Regions from separate parts of the Xenopus laevis genome. Here region 2 is linked to region 1. The links are chromatin contacts, called in public Hi-C maps. All regions are on one chromosome and are shown on one strand. The core of a region is the stretch at or near the end of the contact, and the rest is flanking DNA. Distances in the headings are between cores, read along the strand shown.

The links. Hi-C and Micro-C count contacts between places; a contact is called where the count stands out from the background.
Region 2: a contact with region 1 is called in a Hi-C map of the XL177 cell line, with 2.6 times the contacts expected there. The contact joins the enhancer-like site here to the promoter of cnih3.L in region 1. A contact is called at or near these places in 2 of 4 Hi-C or Micro-C datasets (the XL177 cell line and the XTC cell line).

What each region holds. Positions count from the first base shown.
Region 1 is chr5L:17,374,183-17,378,632 of Xenopus_laevis_v10.1, reverse strand. cnih3.L (protein cornichon homolog 3) reads right to left here and starts at 2,495. Exons shown (of 6, transcript XM_018262649.2): 1 at 844-2,495. The coding sequence starts at 924.
Region 2 is chr5L:17,503,671-17,508,120 of Xenopus_laevis_v10.1, reverse strand. It overlaps dnah14.L (dynein heavy chain 14, axonemal), which reads right to left. Exons shown (of 86, transcript XM_018262651.2): 46 at 2,462-2,594; 47 at 946-1,022; 48 at 405-592. Among protein-coding and RNA genes, the nearest start is that of lbr.L, 91 kb to the left of the region's middle. Within about 2 kb of position 1,975, at least 1 of the 7 cell types and tissues checked has an H3K27ac peak or open chromatin away from gene starts, as enhancers often do.

The DNA.
Region 1 (4,450 bases), core at 1,246-3,745:
ACCCTTTTCTCTTTCGTCTACTCTACTTTACTTCTTCCGGTCTGCCATGAAACCAACTACTGACATGCTAAGCTCAGCAACTGTAGCAACCATAAATAATGAACAGTTAAAAAAGACCAACTGCAAATGTGTTTGATTCAGAAATGATCATAAGTGTCAATGGATGAGGGTTAAAAGCCATTGCATGGGAGCTGTGGTTGAATAACAGTGAAAGGCTTCAGATTGGACATAAACTGTTAGGACTGGAGCACTGCTCCTGAAAAGTGATGGATTTGGGGAATCCATTACAATTTCTATTTTTACTGCATTCTAGTTGTGCTTTGTGTGGCCCCTGCTTGCTCTTACCTAAAGACAGTTCTTAAAAAGTGTATAAAAAAGGGGGAAATAAGGAATGCAGCAAAGTCTCACTGTATATCACAACCAGTTATGTGCCACTTGTTGCAATGCAAAGTCTTCAGTGTCAAGAGCTTGTACTGCCATTTACATGGAATTAGTACAAAGCTGTCCAACCGTGATACTTAATTGTGTGTAGAACTGCAATTCCCATGATTCATAACCCCTTCTTGCTTATTCCTACTCACACACTGCCTGAAACAGAATGATACTCAGTTAATGCCAGTGTCCCCAAAAAAACTCCTGCATCCTCCTACCACATATCCCCAGTAATAGAACAATGCCAATCTGATATCAGAACCCCCAAATTGTACTCATATACCATCAATATCTGTATTAATTTAATGCCAAAGATACCAAGCCACATCCAATTTTACTTACCAGGAACTGCATATTGGGCATCAGGAACCATTGCCCTCTAAATCCCTCTCTTTGCCCCTTTATACTTACATGCCATATTGCGAAGAAGATGAGAGCCGCACAAAGCACAAGGGACAGCATGTAGCAGAAGGCAGCAAATGTAAAAGCCATGACAATCCCAAATGTAGTACAGTAGATCCAAGCAAGGAGCGAATAAGTCAGTTGTGTCTATTAGCTGGGGTATATGTGTAGATCATCTTGGATTCTCCAGTTTTGTCCCCCCAGGACTTCACTCACTGTTATGCTCATTGTAAGGGTGGGGAGGTCACTTCTGTGCCTGGAAGCTGTGAGATAGACCTTTCCATGAGGGCACCTCAGTCTTCAGCTCCCTGCTTTACCACCACTCAAGAGAGAGGAGATGTCAATATCCTTATGTGTTGCTTATCCCTACCAATGGGATCTTCAGTTCAGATGACATGCCCACATGATTTATTGGTGGGGGCAAGAGAGAAGCTGACATTGACTGGACAGATGCCTTATTACCTGCTATGACTTGTGAAGCTCCAGGACAACCAGCTTTTGTACACAGTAACACAGACGGCTCATTTACACTTGAACAGCTCCAGGTCACCTTACTTGAAAAAAAACACCCCTTCTTTGAGTTCCCAGACTGAAGACCCCTAAGCTCACGATGATTAGGAAAGATTCAGGGCAGTATTGTGGTCAGTATGGGTGCTGGTCACAGATACTAGTTCCTAGGTAGGTTACTGATGGACTTGATATTTCTTGAACACATTGTAGTTCCTTGATGGGGCAAATGAGTCAGATTTGGTAGCTTCTGGGCTGGACATGGTACTCATTAGATTTGGTAGCTCCTGGACTGGACATGGCACTAATAAGATTTGGTAGCTGGACTGGACATGGCACTCCTCAGATGTGGTAGCTCCTAGGCTGGACATGGCACTCTTGAGATTTGGTAGCTCTTGGACTGGACATAGCACTCATCAGATTTGGTAGCTGGACTGGACATGGCACTCATGAGATTTGGTAGCTCCTGTGTTGGACATGGAACTCCTGAGATTTTGTAGCTCCTGAGCTGGACATGGCACTTGTTAGATTTTGTAACTCCTGGACAGGGGACTGATAATCCTCATAGTTCCTGGGCAGAGCAGTCACAAGACTATGTGGTTTTGGACAGATTATTCATAACATTTGAACGTAGTAGGGATCAAACTTGGAAGTTCCTTTGGAAAGGAGTTATTAGGTTTGGCTTTTCCATCGATTAGGCTCCATACATCCCAGGCAAGGTTCTGATTAAGTTGTCCATTTCCAGGGAGAGGTATTGATTAGCTTCAGAGTAGACAGCTCTTTTACATTCATGTAGTTCCAATACAGCAGAGTAGAACCCCAGGGCTGAGTATCGGGGTCGGCTGTGAACAGGAGAGAATGAAGCGCAGCCTGGAAGTTGGGAGATCCACAGCCTTTTACTCGCACAAGCTGACTGGGAGGGGAGGGAGCTGTCCGCTCGCTGCTGGTGCTGAATCTCCGCAGATACTCTCAGAACAAGCTGATAGCGCTACTGTTTGCGCCGAGCGCACTGCCAGTACAGCACAGTCTGCCAGTTCTACATCCCAAAACAGTATCCCACTGTCACTGTGCATGTTATCAGCAGAGCAAGGGAAGTGTTTATTTATTGGCTAAAGCACAGCGCCGGGTACAGTCAGTTCATGTTGCTCTTAGCGCTAATTGATGCTGCAATATTTTAGGAGATGCATTCACCCTCCCCCCTCCCCCATACACCCACAGGTGAGTGAAAGAGAAACGAGACCAGTCTCTTTGTTGTGATGAGCTTCACCCAAACAATAATACAGATCAAGCATGCAAAGGGTTAACACACTTACCCCCCCACACACACACGTGTGATTTGGATCCCTGTAAAAATAAAGGGAAAGGAGCAAGTCATTTCAATCTGATGTATTATGTGCGAGTGTTGCTTTCTGGGATATTTGTTGGTGTAGGATTTAATGTATTATACAATTCATTGGCAAATAATATTTCTTAAATATCTTTTCTCGGTTTCATTTAAAGGGGAGATAAAATGACTTGTGTAGGTGAGTATAAGGAAAACAATTCTAACAGCGCCTTGTTGGGGACTCGTATGGATTCAGAAGAAATTCTGATATTCAACTTTCCTTCTTTTTAAAGGCATATTTGTTATCAGTTTCCTCTGTGATGGAAGCCCCCCCCCCCTGACCTGTACACTAACCATGTCTGTATGTGATCTTAGACAATTAAAGGAATAGTAACACCAACAAAAAGTGTATTAAAGGAAATGACAATATAGTGCACTGTTGCTCTGCACTGGTAAAACTGGTTTGTTTGCTCAGAAACACTACTATAGTTTATATAAACAAGCTGCTGTGTAGCCAAGGGGCAGCCATTCAAGCACAGGATACACAGTAGATAACAGATAAGTACTACTATAGTTTATATAAACAAGCTGCTGTGTAGCTATAGGGGCAGCCATTCAAGCACAGGATACACAGTAGATAACAGATAAGTACTACTATAGTTTATATAAACAAGCTGCTGTGTAGCCATGGGGGCAGCCATTCAAGCACAGGATACACAGTAGATAACAGATAAGTACTACTATAGTTTATATAAAAAAAGCTGCTGTGTAGCCATGGGGGTAACCATTCAAGCACAGGATATACTGTAGATAACAGATTAGTACTACTATAGTTTATATAAACAAGCTGCTGTGTAGCCATGGGGGCAGCCATTCAAGCACAGGCTACCAATAGATAACTGATACATTCTGTATAATCCCATAGTATACTATAGATCTTATCTGTTATCTGCTGTGTATCCTGCAGATTCTCCTTTTTACAGCTTAAAAGGCTGCCCCCATAGCTACACATCAGTTTGCCTATATTAACTATAATCATGTTTCTGAAGCAAATACAGCGCTGTACCAGTGCAGAGCAACAGTACGTTATATGTTCTTTACTTTAAAACACTTTCATTTTTTGGTGTTATTGTTCTTTTAACCAAATGAGAGAAAAATGCCATTTTAAGCTATGTTTAATGGTTTGTAAATTTAATTGCTGTTGAAAACAGTGTCTTTCTGTCTGTCTCTGTTCTTCTCTGTGCTCACTGCTGGTTCTGACTTCTAAAGTAAGCAAGCAGAAGCCAGCTCCCACAATATCTTCCATGTCAGCTGGTTTCTACTACAGTGTTTTAACTGTCAGAAACAGCATTGCATAGAGTAGCAGGTGATAGGCTAAGATGCTGCTTTTTTGGTGCCAGGATTCAAGGAAATATCATTCTCTGACCCAGAGAAGCTGCACCTCATGTTTCCCATGTATCATAGAAATAGCAGATAGCTGGATTAGCTGTGCAAAGCAATAACATTTGAACTGAGGATCTTACAGACATTGGGAAATATAAAGAGCCAATCAATCACATAAAAACTACTCTTAAAAGCATTTTGTAGCTTCAGTTGTCCCTACTGAATTATGCTTAGTACAGGGGAATACCTATGTTTTACGGTATCTCTCTGTACAGGCTATAGTCAAATTTAGGGGCTGTTCCTGTTGAATTGTGCTTAGTACAATTCAATACCTTTGCTACCATAGTTTTATGGTATCTCTCTGTACAGACTATGAGCAAACTTAGGGGGCTGTTCCTGCTG
Region 2 (4,450 bases), core at 726-3,225, 130 kb before region 1:
GCAAGTTTATAGAATGCCATTGGGCAAGAACTAGATTGTCCCATTTATGCAGTCCCCAGTTTTTGGCCTAGGGGCCAAATATTAGATCAGCCTGATTTGGGGCAGCATGTATGTTGCCAAAAGGGTGGATCTCTACCGATATGCCAAGTGTTACTTAGATACAGCCAATCACATTAAACCTATTGAATCCTTTAGCAATGTGAGTCAACCCATGCCCTACCAACTTTGATGCACAGTACAGTAACTCATTACATACCCCCTATTAGTTACATCAGCCCTATGTATCCTTGGCTTTTTGACAAATCATAGATGAGTTTTTACCATTTTTATTAGCATTTTACTGAGTGACTAGCAAGTGCACTAAATGAATCATTTCCCACACCCGGACATAATGTTTCCCTTACCTTTTTGTGTTTAGGAGCTCCTAGTGTACCCCGACTTTTTTTCATTAAATTATTCTGAATTTGGGCCTGAAGTCTGGCAGACGTTGTATGGGCTCCTAATTGCACTGTTGAAACAATTAGCTGGCTTGTTCTTAGGTACCCTTGTTCCCTGGCAGATATCCAGCCCTCAGCTCCAATCAGCGACCCATCTAAGCCAAAAGAGGAATAAATATAGTGATAAAGTGTTTGGTTCTTTCTATATATTCTATAGAGGTATGTGTGATTCTGTAACAGATTTGTACACATAGTACATTTGCAACATGAATATACATTAAGTATTATGAGTGCCCCTACCATATGCATAGCTGACAAAATGCAAGATTCCATTTCAGATATTAAAATGCTGCTTATGAAGGAATACAATTGTAGAGAACCCTTTTTAACACAACTAACTGGCACTTAGGGCCGCAGCAAACTAGTTGTACAAACCCTGTTCCCTTATAAAAGTATTTATGTATGAACGTATGTATCATAAATGATTATAGAAGAGCTGGCGTCGTACCAAAGTCTTCGGCAGTCCCAGACAAGCTGTCGTCCCTTACTGATCCAGCTGTTAGAGAGTTTATGCTGTGCATGAGACTGAAAGGAAAATGAGAGGTGAAAATTGGTTTGGTGTAGCTGTAGGGGTGGCAATCACTGAGTCATACACAGCATGGAGAGGAAGGCCAACCTAGCAATGTAAAATGGATGTGGCCCCATTTAAAGGGCAACTAAAATCTAAAATAGAATAAGGCTAGAAATGCTGTATTTTGTATACTAAACATAAACATGAACTTACTGCACCACAAGCCTAATCAACAAATAACTAATGATTTATGCTTTCAAAATTGGCCACAGGGGGTCACCATCTTGTAACTTTATTAAACATCTTTGCAAGAACAAGACTGTGCACATGCTCATTGTGGTCTGGGCTGCTTAGCGATCACCATACATTATCTAAAAAGCACAAGTCAAATAATATCTGCCAGAAGCCGATACAGCAAGACTGATTAATAATCAGAATATACAGACGGCACTGGGTCCTGTGTTGTCATGTAATCTAATGTGGATTTTATAGTTTTTGTATTGTTTTATACAAACTTTCTCCAACTCTGCAGAACCAGTGGCTGCAGCAAAATAATCTTTCAAATAGAATCCCAGTTTATCTGTTGGAACAGTAAAGGGGATATAAAGTCAAAAAATAAAATCCAATACAAATCTCTACACAGTTGCCGACAGCTCTACAGGCAAACAAACAAAGCTGCTTGAGTTCTGCATGGCGAGGGCTCCCCCTGCTGTTCATAAGTATGATTGTTTTCCTGCAGAGCAGTTATGAACTGTCTGACAATTCCTATCCACAGCAGTAAATGAAGGGAGAATTTCACTGCATACAGTCAGGTTTCTAATGAAAACGATACACATTTTTTTAATTAAAGTATATTGGAGATAGGTTTCTTTTTCATTAAAAAAAGTAAAAAAGGGATTTTATTTTTTTGCCTTTACATGCCCTTTAAAGGCAGAAATATCAGTTCTGTATCTTTATTACCTTCCTTTCTTGTTACTAACACTGGTATCTAGTATGATTTTGCTGGTCAACCTGGTACTATACCAACCAGGATGGGCACCTAAACCAAATGTTATCTTTCAATCCCAGGGCTATCTCTCCTCTACTGCGATCCTCTCGACTAGCAGGGCAGCCACGAGTAAAGAGACAGAGAATAGCAAATTATTATAAACGTTACAAGCTATAGCCTATAAAAATCCCTTATCTTTCCCGTTACCAATCTACTGTTCATGGAAGCATTAAAAATCCCTGCTGTCATTTTATCTCCCTAATATATTCCTCACATAGAGAATATTGCAGAGAAATCAATCATACGCCTCTAGCCCTGTTAAGTACATGCAGTGGTTATACAAAACCACTCAGATTGGAATCATAAATGCATCTCATTACTGTGTAATCGCAATTGCAAAAAGCAACATTGAATACATTGACAGAGCCTGGGAAGTGCTTATGCTGAACTGCCAGCAAGCAATACCTTATTTTTCTAGATTCATTGAATAAAAATACATCTCCGAGTACAGTGCCGGCATTTCCTGCAAGGCCACCAGGCTTCCGGATCCTCTGGAACATGTTCTGGATTAGTGCAGATTTCCCAACACCAGATTCTCCTGTGGGGGGAAAATAGAAATGATCAAGACTAGGGAATGACAATTTGCATTCCTACAAGCCAACTGAGAGAATGTAAAATGATAATAGGAAGTCCAAATAAAATGATAAAATGAATGAAGAGAAAACTAGACCCCAAAGCTTCCTGGTGTACTCCAGAAACTCCGTCCGAAATTGACTGCATGAAACTTCTGGTTTATAATGCCCCATAAAATGTAGGGTCTAGGATTTGCACCTTTCCCTATGAAAGTAATGTCTATCATTATTTTAGTCTTGGAGGTTTAGAAGCCGAAGTCTAGAGGTGTCTGATCTACATACCTGTCTTTAGTGCTAAAAATGTAGAGAACTACTACAACTGGGAGAATGCAAAATTATAATTTTGACTGTAAGCCCTACGGGGTAGGGTCCTCTAGCCTTTTGTTTCCTTGACACTGAGCACTTAATATGCATTGTAATTATATTTTATATTTTTGTGAATTGTATTCTAATAATGCACTTATTGTTACTTTTTATTCCAATGACCCCTTGTTTGTTACTACTATTTTATTGTTTTGTTGTACAGTGCTTTGCCCTCAAGGAGCGCTTTACAAATAAAAATATACATACATACATACATAATAGAAAGTCCAAATGAAATGAGAAAAAGATTGAAGAGAGCACTAGACCCCAAGGCTTCCTGGTGGGTCCCAGAAACTCAGTCCGAAATTGACTGCATGAAACTTCTGGTTTATATTGCCCCATCAAATGTAGGGTCTAGGATTTGCACCTTTCCCCATGAAATATTAGGCTTGGGGTTTAGGAGCAAAAGTCTAGAGTTTTCTGATCTACATATCTTTGCTGAAAATGAAGAGAACTACTATGAGACACAAAGCAGCTGCAGGAAGGAAACGATAGCAGGCAAAACAAAAAGTGGCAATCACAGGGCAAGATGGATTTGTGTGTTTGGCAGTGGTCCATGCTTGCCTGCACCCAATCCAATTTAAATATACATCTTTCAGCCTGATCTCTTTGGTTTCAGGTCAATCCATACATAACTACGTCATCTGAAAGTTGTATGGGGAACTGTGCTTCAACAACAACTGTCCGATTTCTTATAAATAATAGTCTAGTCTAGAAGCAATACGCACAGTTTTTATCATTTTAATAGGAAGAATTCAATATATTTTTCCCCTAAATGAACAGTCTGGGTAGAAAATGAGGTCAATTTGGAAAGTCAGCAGTAAAACAGGATGATTTATCACAGGGACCCAGTGAAATAGCTCATGACAACTATATAATCAGATTTAACATTCTTCTGGGGGAGCAGAAGAGTGTTTCGCAGATGATAAAATGTTATTATTTGTTCCGAGTCGCATTTGAAATTTTTAGTAGCACGTGCCACTTTTAAACGTATGTACATAAATCACTGTGTATATTTTAGGTAAAGCAGCATGCATTGTAAGGTTGGAGGGAAGACATATGGCAAATTAAATCTCAGAAAATAAAGCCCTGCAGACACTGAATAATAAACCCAAAAATGAATCCAGTCACCCATGTCTGACTTTAATTAATCCCTCTTTTGAGGGCGACTAAGAAGGTTAAGTATTAGCAAACCTCTTACAACACTGTTAAAGGTATGAAGGCAGAAAGAGCTGACATAATCGTTATTTCTGCTGATATTGTTTGTCAGCCAATAATCTTGTGAACCTCCCATGAAATTCTAATAACTTCAACCTGCATGGGTCCTCTGACAATTTCTTTCTAAATATAGGTGGAAGGTGTAAATTAATTTATTGTGTTTGGGTAAAATATGTTTTTCCAGCCTGCCTGCATGCATGCGCATATACTCACATCTAAAGGCTCTTGGAAATGTATTTGT